3 separate regions of the Sus scrofa genome follow, and all the other regions are linked to region 1. A link is a contact called in public HiChIP or PLAC-seq data. All regions are on one chromosome and are shown on one strand. Each heading gives the region's core, a stretch centred on a gene start, on an enhancer-like site or on the middle of the called end of the contact. The rest is flanking DNA. Distances are from core to core; before and after follow the strand shown.

Region 1 (3,552 bases), core at 303-2,802:
ATTCTCTATTCCTGATTAAAGAAATCAGAGCACAGCTCTGGTATAAAGTCTGTCCACTTTCCTTCTGGGGACACAGGGTCCAGAGGAGGTAAGTGCCAAGTCTCTGCTCCTGGAAAGCCAGGGTCATCCACCTGCTGCTTCCCAATTTAATCCAATCAGTCTTTGCTGTGCCTTTTAATATTAATGAAATTTATACCTATTCATACAATTTAGTAGCAGTGGCCAGCTATTAAAATGCCCTTTTTGTGTTTGGACCCTTGAAAAGTTTGCAAATGAAATGAAGTCAGGCTACCTTGGCAGAACACTAAGAGATGCTGTGCTTGATTTTGATGCTTTTAGATCATTCTGGAGGCTCTACCTCTCTCATTTCTAACCACTAATGCGCTGGAAACAAACTCATCACTTTAAAGCATTAGTAAATTGAAACGCTCAAGTAGACCCTTGTCTCAAGAGTTTATGGGGTTGAGGTGATGATAGAAATTTCTAGAAGTCTTATGTTTTCCTCAGATGACTCTTGCATTATTTATATAGTATTGAAAGGAAGACTTAGGTGGCTTGCCTAATAGGGTATCTCCCTTTCCTGTAAAATGTATTACTTTTCGGGTATGGGTCAGAGATAGGAAGGCATTTCAGATAACCTAGAACAGTTTTAAGCTTGCCACTCATTAGAACAACCTGGGAAATTCTTGAAAGTTGAAAAAAAAAATGAAAAACCAACTGCAGATGACTGACTCATCACCACAAGTTAAGTTTCAATCATTCTAAAGGTAATTTTCTAATCTGCCCAGAATCAGGTGATTCTGACAATGTATAGCCAGAATTGGGAACTGCCGATTGTGGCTGCAAGGGGGGTAATAAGCAGATTATAAGCACATGTTCTCACACACGCCTTCCCTTCGGTAAATTTAGTGAAACTTACATTCTCAAATTTAACCTCCTCTCCTCAAAGAATAAGACCCTGACTGGAAAAAAATATATCTTACATAATCAAATGACCCAGTCTATGAAAACTAGGAAAGATGGTACAGTGACCCAAACAGGGGAATGCTTAAGTATAGTAAATCTCTTCAGTGCAATTTATGCAGCAATTTTTAATTATAATTATGAAGCATTTACAGCAATGTGGAAAAATGTATGCTTTAACCGAAAAAAGAAATATAAACTTATCCATGTTTTCGAACATAACTATGAAAATCAGCTAAAATCACACGCAGACACATAATAAGGAATGGAAAGAAACACCCCCAAAATACCCATTAGATACTACCTCAGTGGTGGCTTTTGCTTCCTTCCATTTTTTTTTTTTATTTTTGGACTTTCCCAATATTTTTCGAACTACCATGTATATGGTAGGAAAAAGTTTATAGTAGAACAATATAAAACTTGCTTTTCAAAAATTATTCTTCTGTGAAGCAATAAGCAGAGCCTGATTGTTAACAATGACTTAACAAAGATAAAAACGCTCACCTGAGTTTCCCTTCTTTCAGCTGCCTTAGATTTTGTCTTCCTGTCTCTGCTATCTTCCTCCTCCAAGTAATCCAGCTTGCTTGTTTAAGAGAAAAATGAAACAGCAAATTATACTTTATGAGCAGTGTCAGCCAATAGCAAGAGAATAAGGAACTCTGGTCAGCAAGTTGTCTGCGCTTTACAGAACTTTAGTGTGAGTGCTGCTGCTTCCTTCCTTCTCAAGAAGGCGACATCTGAAGACAGAAACCTGACTTAGCTCTGCCCTCTAATGACTGTTTCATTAGCATTATTCACAACAGATCAAGGGGCTATGACAGGCTAGAGTTGGGGTTTTAAGCTGCTTTTAGTTCTCCTAAATGTTTTTGTTTCCATGGCAATGCTAATATCAACACCACCTTATAAGTACAGAACTCCAGAACTATTTAGAGCAATTCCCATCACCCACTTGCTTTTTCAGCTTACTTGCACATGAGCGGAAGCCTTACCTTTTCTGCTGAAAATGCTGTCAGAAGTTATCAATGGCATCCTCGTTGCTCACGTAAAAGGTCCTTTCTCGGTCCTCATCTTCCTTCCTCAATTTGTGTGGCACAGTTAACCACTGCCAGTTGCTTATAACTTTCTCCTCCTTGTTTCTCTAACTTCGTTGGTTCTTATTCTATCCCTTGTATTGTTCCCTCTACTTCCCTTTCTGATTCCTCTTTTTCTAAGTGTGAGCCTGCCCCCAAAGTCTGTCTTCTGATGTCTTCTCAGCACATTCTCTTGCTTTTGTCTTTATTATCCACATCCAGAGCCAAAATTAATAAGGCTGAAACAGAGCTGTTCTCTTCCCTCCCAAGTGCACACTCCCCCATTACCCCATCTAATCAAGTGGCATCACAAAGATTCAGTCAATCTGACTCTAACCCTAGAGATCATTCTTAGCTTCTTTCTCTCCTCCCACAGCTGACATCCAAGTCAGCAATTCCATTTGTTCTACCTGCCAATTATGTCCCAAGTCTAATCATTTCTCCCCTTCCCCATCCCCAATAAAATCCTCAGCATGGCTTGACTCGCTGCAGTAACATTAGGCAAGAAATAAAAGGCATTCCAGTTGGGAAGAAAGAAGTAAAATTATGTCTGTTCACAGATGATATAATCCTATATGTAGAAAGGCAGGTTGTGTGTGCGTGTGTGTGTGCGCACACACACACACACACACACACACATACCTCTGTTAGAACTAATAAATGAATTCAACAAAGTGGCACAAAAAGCAGTTGCATTTCTATATGCTAACAATGAACAACCCAAAAAGGAAATTTTGGAGTTCCTGTCTTGGTGCAGTGGAAACGAATCTGAGTGGGAACCATGAGGTTGCAGGCTCAATCCCTGGCCCCACTCAGTGGGACAAGGATCCAGCGTTGCCTTAAGCTGTGGTGTAGGTCGCAGACGAAGCTCGGATCTGGTGTGGCTGTGGCTGTGGCCGGCGGCTATAGCTCTGATGAGACCCCTAGCCTGGGAACCTCCATGTGCCGTGGGTGCGGACCTAAAAAGACAAAAAAAAAAAAAAAAAGACAAAAGGAAATTTCATTTACAGTAGCATCGAAAAGAATAAAATACCATGGAGGTGAAAGACTCCTTTCAGTGCACTGAAAATAAGTCATGGCTGAAAGAAATTAAAGACATCAGTAAGTAGAAAGATACCTGACGCTGGTACTACTCAAATCGATGTACAGATTCAGCACGATCCTTATTAAATTCTCAATGATGTTTTTCCATAAATATAAAAACCCATCCTAAACTTCATGTGGTTAAAATAAAAAACAAACAGGGACTCACCTTAAAAATTCTAAGGACAAAACAAAACTAGCTTAGTTGCATAACTAGAGTTTAATTTATTTTGCAAGACTAACAACCTGGGTCAAACTTTTTTGAGACTTTTGACAAACTTCCCAAAATCAAATTTTAAATTGGAGTCTTTATGACCTGGAATTAAGTTGGGATTTCCTACAAGGCCCCTGGAACATCTCAAAGGAAATATGTTAAGCTGGTTAGTCTTATTTGACAGGTTAAATTACATGAGAATCATTATCAAGTAATACTAAG
Region 2 (3,552 bases), core at 291-2,790, 600 kb before region 1:
AGCAGCATCTCTGGAGCACTGGGGCCCAGGTTTGATCCCGACCCAGAAGATTGGGTCATGACTTGGATTTGACACCTGGTGCGGGGAGGTCAAAAAAAGAGAAAAAAATTTGTTGTTGTTAAAAAGATTTTCAGTTAGCAGGAAAAAATAAATCTTTTGATTGTCCAATATTTGCCTCAGACCAGTATCTTATTCCTAGTGAATTCTCTACAAAAGGAAGAGTCAGATGCCTAGAAGGCTTCCCTTAAATTGAGGAAACACAACCGCCCCCTTTAAATGGTCGTTAATACTGTGACCTGTAGTTAACGAGCTAAAGGTTGAAGTCCCAGTCCTGTAAGCAGGTGTAGCCCATATCCTGGGACAAGCACACACTGGCCCATTAATTTGGGGATCATCCCATTCCAGTTAGCCTGTTCTTCTCTTTAGCAGGAACTGGGTCACGGCCAGTGGAGCTAATTGATGGGGAAGGACCTAAACTATGAGGATGAAATCTTGAGAAGCCTACAGAAAATCCCCAGACTTGAGTTTCACTCACCTTATGGTGATGAATTTTAGTGTTCCATGTGTTCTGTGGAAATATTTCTGATTGCATTCTATGCAACATGAAACATGCAAGAGATTTTTTTCCTACTCACTGAAAATCTTTTTAACAAGTTTTTAAGAACTAAAGTATAGTTGATTGACAACATTGTGTTAGTTTCAGGTGTCCAGCACAGTGATTCAGCATATGAATATATATTATTCAGTATATGAATATATATATTCCTTTTCAGATTATTTCCCCTTATAGGTTATTATTAATTATTGAATATTTTTCCCTGTGCCATACAGTTGGTCTTGTCGGTTATCTATTTTATATACAGTACTATGTATATAATCCCAACCTCCTAATTTATCCCTCCCCCACCCCTCTTTCACCTTCGGTAACCATAAATTTGCTTTCCGTGTCTGCGAGTCTCTTTTGTAAATAAGATCATTCCTATCATTTTTTTAAAATTACATATATAGGAGATATATGATATTGTCTTTCTCTGGCTCACTTCATTTAGTATGATAATCCCAGGTCTATCCGTGTTACTACAAACGGCATTATTTCATTCTTTTTAATGGCAATGATATTTCTGTGTGTGGGTGCGTGCGCCCGTGTGTGTGTGTGTGTGTGTGTGTGTGTGTGTGTTTGTGCGTGTGTGTGGCTCACCCCACATCTTTATCCATTCCCCTCTGGGTGGGGGGGGAGGGATAAGTGCCCTGGGAGACTCCAAGAGAGAAAGACCCTTATCTGCAGAGCACGTCATTGCCCTTCGAGAGGAGGAAGGAAATCGGGCTGGAAGGTGCCCAAGGCCAGTGCAGCCCTCAGGGCTGGAGAGAGAGGCAGGAAGGGCAGAGAACTGGCGTTAGAGGGGACGGACACTAGAGGGCGCCGGAGCACCAACAGAGCCCACATTGATCTCTTCACTGGGACCTCCACCCGAGGTCAGATGGGGCGTTGGAAGAACCCCAAGGATGTGCCCAGAGAGGAGGGCTTGGTTACCAGGTGCGTTTGACCTTCTGGCTCACGTTGCTTCGCCTCATAGAGGGCACAGAGGTCGGTCCTAAGCATTCACTGGGGACTTTCTATCCTGGAGGCTGAGTGTCATTTGTTTCCCCAGAGTCAGGACTCTGGACCCAGAAATACCTGAATTGACACTTGGGCTTGCAGTTGCAGGCTGCAGGCCTACCTAGGTGTTGGTATCTGGAAAAACGGGGCTGGGGGGCCTGAACGTGGAGTGTGTCAAAGAGGTGGTGTATTGGTGGGTGGGCGGTGCTCACCCCGTGCCCTTTCTCCCGAGAGCCTTCCCTGAACTTCTTCTCTTTGCACCTGAGACTCCTCCTTTGTCCCTACATCCCTCTTCTCAGCTGAAGGGTCTCACTCATCCATCTGCTTTGTTGAACAATCACCAATCACAGCTTTTATGCCAAAAGCTTGGGGATCATCAGGAAATCTCCAGCTTTTAAAGTCGCAGCCTTGAGGGGCAGACAGTGGCCAGTGGAGCCTGGTCACTTGACTACAAGCTGGACACCTGGCCTGAATCCAGGGCACCTAAAGTTGAGCTGGGGGAACCTAAGGCCCGGCATGTGACTCAGGTCCAGGCATCCTGGCCTCCAATCCCGCTGGGGATGGAGCCCAGGACCCCGCGGAGCACGAACTCCCTGCTAGGCCTCTCTTCCATCCGCATCGCTGAGCTGCCCCAGAGCCTGATGGGCGGACGGCGGGACCTCCGACCCCTGACCCTTGACCCCGCCCACGGCAACACCGCCCAGGTTGGACCTAACCTGCGGAAGCAGTGTTGGAAGCCTGTTCGTCCTGGGGCCGCGAACCAGGTCAGTTTTTGCGGACTCCGCACCTCGTCTCCCAGGCTCAGCGCGAGACCAACTTTTGAGGCGCACGGGTTCGCCCTGAGCCGCCGCTGCTCCTTGGCAGCGCTGCGCCCAGGGCCTTAGTCTAGGGGAGCTTTGGTCCTTCGTCTCCCCCTTTCCCTCCCCACGGCTTGCTCGGGCTGCTGGGGTGGGGAGGGGGTCGACCTGCGGGAACCGAGGGGAGGGGCAGGGGCAGAGTTCCTGCCAGAGGCCCAGGGCTCCTCCTGACCTCGGGGAAGCGAGGGGGCACCGGGGCTGTGCGAGGTCCCGAAGCTGGACTCGCTTGGGTGGGACTCAGCCGCCTAAAACCGGCCCCCCAACACACACACACATGGTTCCAATAGTATACAATGCTTAAAACCCATCCCTAGACCAGCAGGGATTCAGCCAATCCCACTGTGCTCTTTCCTCTATTAGATAAAGTACTGAGGGCGAGGGGAGGGGGGATGGGACTGGAGGGACCCTCAAACGCTGACCTCAGCCAATTAAAGAGGGCTGGACCTGCGCGGATTCTTAGGGTGGGATCCTGGGGGGACAGTTAGGAGGTGGTCTGAGCAACTTTACGTGAGTATTGACCATCGTGGGGTGGGGAACAGGCTGACCCCTGAGAGGTACAGTTAGAAAGATCCTTTCCTCCACTGCCTTGAAGGACATGGGTGGGCTTGAAAGGCTTCACTCCCGAGGCCCCCACTTCCCTTCCGACTACCTTGCTAGGCTTGGGAGGAATGGGGCTGCAGAGTTGGTCCTGGGACTTGAGCTTGAGAAGGGCTGCTCCTGGGTTCAAGAGGTGGAAGGAGGAAGGGTGAAAGGAGCAACGGGGTGGGGGATGGTGAGTGCCCGGGGGGTTTTGAGAAATAATTCCCCACCCATTGCGTTTTGCAACTGCCCCATCGATGCCGTAGGATTTCAGTGCCTTTGGGGAGATGCCTCTAATTCTTTACTCCTGTGCTCAAAACTATGCAAAACCAGCTCTACATCCACTTGCTGCTTTGTGGAGATTTAAATATATATATATATGTATATAAAATTCTTGGCTAGTAATTCTTGGTTTTCAGTTCCATAAACAGCAGTTTTGAACTGTGCAAGCTGTTTAAACGTGTCCCTCTTAAACTAAAGTCTAGTCCTTTGGAAAAAGTACCTTCACCTCAGAGGAGA
Region 3 (3,552 bases), core at 496-2,995, 540 kb after region 1:
ACCGCATCTGCCACCTACACCACAGCTCATGGCAATGCCAGATCCTTAACCCACTGAGCGAGGCCAGGGATCGAACCCGCAACCTCATGGTTCCTAGTCGGATTCGTCAACCACTGAGCCACCATGGGAACTCCTGAATATTCCATTTTTTGGTTGAAGATGCCATAAATATTTGAAGTTGCTTTTAAGAATCTTTGGGAGGGAGTTCCTGTCATGGTGCAGCAGAAATGAATCCAACTAGGAACCATGAGGTTGCAGGTTTGATCCCTGGCCTTGCTCAGTGGGTTAAGAATCTGGTGTTGTCGTGAGATGATGTGTAGGTGGCAGACGCAGCTCGAATCTGATGTGGTATAGGCTGGCAGTTACCAATTGGACCCCTAGCCTGGGAGCCTCCATATGCCATGGGTGCGGCCCTAAAAAGCAAAGAAAAAAAAAAAAAAGAATCTTCAGGAGACTATGGACAGAAATCATTGAAAATAAGATTTTACCAATTAGAGGCAAAACTATAGATAACTACAGTTTGTTTTCAGTTTCTGATGATTTCAGCACCTCTGTCAACAACAAATCCAATAATAGTTATTGGGACTCACCGTGTTTCAGACAGTATTCTGAGACTGGGGCTAGGTCTTTGAGAAGTTCCAAGAGACTCTGCCCTCATGGAGTTTATATCCTAGTGGAGGAGACAATTAGCAGAGCACACATCAACTGACTTAGGTGAAATGTTAGAAGATGACAAATGCTGTAGGAAAAAATGAAGAGCTGGGTAAAGGTGGCGGAAGGTGGAGGTGAGACGGCAGTTGTAAACAAGGTGGCCAGGGTGGGGGTCCCGAAGAAAGTGCAGTTTGTGTCCCAAGAGCAGATGGCCTTGTGACTTTCTGGGGGGCAACCCATGAAGGCAGGGAGAACAGCAGTGCCAATGCCCTAAGGCAGGAGCGTCCTGGTGCTTGAGAACCAGAATGACTGGAGCCGAATGAATGAAGGGGTGTGACTACAGAAAGGCCAGAGGATGCTGGTGTTGGTAGCACAACAATATGAATATACCTAATTCCAGTGAATTGTACACTTACACACCATTAACACAGTAATTTTATGCTGAATGCATGTGACCACAGAAAAAAAAAATTAAAGAAAATAAGGATTACATTTCCTGTCCTAAAGAGCTCACAGCCTCCCTGAGAGCCCGAACAGAGGGTGGAAATAGCATTATGGGAACGCAGACTAAACAGCGATAAATCCGGTAGGTCCCCGGCCCATTGCTCAAAGACACTGACACAAGATGCAGGCCATTATGTAATTCCCACAAATGCCCTTGAGCAGGAGTTCCCACTGTGGCACAGCCCAACACTATTAGGGGCATCTCTGCAGCACTGGGACGCGGGTTTGATCCCCAGCTGGCACAGTGGGTTAAAGGATCCAGCGATTGGTAGGTCACAAATGTATCTGGGATTTGATCCTTGGCCCAGGAACTCCGTATGCCCGCGAGGCGGCCAAAAAAAAGGAAAAAACAAACAAACAAACTCCACTGAGCAGCTGCTTGAATAAGCTAAGGTGCTGGAAACCTGACCGCGTTGGGCCCCCAGTTCTGGGTTTGGCCCTCGCTCGCGGGTTGGACCCAAGAAGCCCTCACTAGCCCAGCAGATGGCGCCGGCGCCTGCAAGACACCTCCAGGCGCGCAGGGGGCGCTCTGGCCCAGGCTCTCTACCTCGCCTCTGTGACCCTTCCTTCCGCCCGCGGACCGACACTCTTCCTTAGAGCGCAGCTGCGCACGCGCCGGCTGTTAGTGTGTCGGGAGGATGGCGGCGTCTTCGAGCGGCGAGAAGGAGAAGGAGCGGTCGGGCGGCGGCGGTTTGGGAGCGGCGAGCGGCAACAGCACTCGCGAGCGGCTGCTTTCTGCGCTGGAAGACCTAGAGGTCTTGTCCAGGTGAGGCCGTCGCCTGGGGGCCTGGCTGGAGCTGGGCCGGGAGCATTGACTCAGGCTGGTTCCTGGGTCTCGGCGGGGAGGGCCGCACTCCGGGACTGCGGCGCGCGCTTCGGAGGCAGTGCGCGAGGGTCGTGGACGTAGGCCCGCAACCCTCGGGGACTCGCCGGCATTCCCGCCCCACCCCCATAGAGGACATTTTAATACTGCCAGTGACTCTGGAACCCCAGACTCTCAGAATCGTAGGGACCTTAGAGGTCGCCGGGAGAGTCGCTTCGTCCACCGGCCTTCGACAGACATGTAAGGAGCTCCTCCCGCCGGTCCCGCGCTGGGAGACGGTCCTGAGGGAGACTAGATACTGACGTAGACGAGCCCAGTGTCCGGGGTAGACAGACGTGTAAACAGTAACTGTGGCGCGGAGCCTGTTTGGATTGGAGGCTGCTGCAGCAGGGGCGCTAGGCGTCTGTCCCCCTTGTCGTCAGGGCAGGCTCCCTGGAGAAACGAATGCACTCTCTAGAGGAAGTTAATTCAGACTCTTTAGCTTAGAATGTCCAGCAAGGGCATTCATCCTGTTAATCCATCCTGTTGTCGCTGCACTTCTCAGCCCTCCAGTAATATCCTTTATTCCAGCCTCGGTGAACTGCTTCCCAGCTTCCTTTTCTTCAGTGCGTTTCCACTCCACCTCCAACCTGATTCATTTATCCTCCAGAATCCTGTTCAAGTGTCCCTTTTTCTGTAATCAACATTCTAAATCTTACTATATACAGGCACACCTTGTTACACTTTATTGCACTTTGCACATATTGCATTTTTTACAAATTGAAGGTTTGTGACAACCATGTGTCAATCAGGTCTGTTGGTACCATTTTTCCGTCAGCATTATTTTTAAATTAATGCTGTTTTCTTTAATGTATAATTGTTTTTTAGACATAATGCCATGGCACACTTAATAGACTACGGTATAGTGTAAACATAACTTTTATATGCACTGAAAAACCAAAAACTGAGTCACTTTATTGTGGTAGTCACATCATTGCATTGATGTGGAAAACTGAACCTGAAGTATCTCTGAGGTATGTCTGTAATTGTATTATCTGATCTACTAATAATTACATTTTTATCTTTGCTGTGAGTTCAGGCCTTGCCATACATGGCAAGCATTACTTACCAGATTCCTTGGTCAATGTGATACCAAATGATGTTTTAATATACTAAGTAACCTGATGCTAAAAATGTAAAAACACATAGACACCGGAAGTTAAATAGCTTATGTGTTTAATTCACTGTTTAGGCTATTAGATTGAAATACCTTGTAGTGACAAAAAGGACACGTGGAATTTTGGCGTCAGTACAGTGAACAAGGAACTCATGGGCATAAGACAGCAATCTTAATGTTTCCTCTGTGTAAATGTTCACACAGATTAATTCATGTGCTATTTCCTTCATGTTGATTCACTTCCTGGCTTGTGGAGAATTTGTCAGCTTCTTTAGTTAATCCTATCAGATGAATATCAGCATGATTTCTTAGTAAAAAGACCTTGGCGAGACTGAGTTCTCCGAGTATGAGGTTTTCAGTTAAATTATTCAAGTATCCGAGTTCCTGTCGTGACGCAGAGGAAAGGAATCTGACTATG

Evidence for each region. HiChIP or PLAC-seq counts read pairs in DNA pulled down with a chosen protein or histone mark.
Region 2: an H3K27ac HiChIP or PLAC-seq map of alveolar macrophages shows a contact between it and region 1. The contact joins the promoter of LOC106505288 here to the promoter of CYSLTR2 in region 1. A contact is called at or near these places in 3 of 5 promoter capture datasets (fetal liver, fetal skeletal muscle and liver) and 1 of 2 datasets of contacts at active chromatin or transcription factors (alveolar macrophages).
Region 3: an H3K27ac HiChIP or PLAC-seq map of alveolar macrophages shows a contact between it and region 1. The contact joins the promoter of MED4 here to the promoter of CYSLTR2 in region 1. A contact is called at or near these places in 2 of 5 promoter capture datasets (fetal liver and liver) and 1 of 2 datasets of contacts at active chromatin or transcription factors (alveolar macrophages).

Annotation. Positions count from the first base shown.
Region 1 is chr11:19,009,463-19,013,014 of Sscrofa11.1, forward strand. CYSLTR2 (cysteinyl leukotriene receptor 2) reads right to left here and starts at 1,553. Exons shown (of 3, transcript NM_214130.2): 1 at 1,468-1,553.
Region 2 is chr11:18,414,229-18,417,780 of Sscrofa11.1, forward strand. It overlaps LOC106505288, which reads left to right and starts at 1,541. Exons shown (of 3, transcript XM_021065322.1): 1 at 1,541-2,361. The coding sequence starts at 2,158.
Region 3 is chr11:19,550,113-19,553,664 of Sscrofa11.1, forward strand. MED4 (mediator of RNA polymerase II transcription subunit 4) reads left to right here and starts at 1,746. Exons shown (of 7, transcript XM_013978727.2): 1 at 1,746-1,921. The coding sequence starts at 1,794.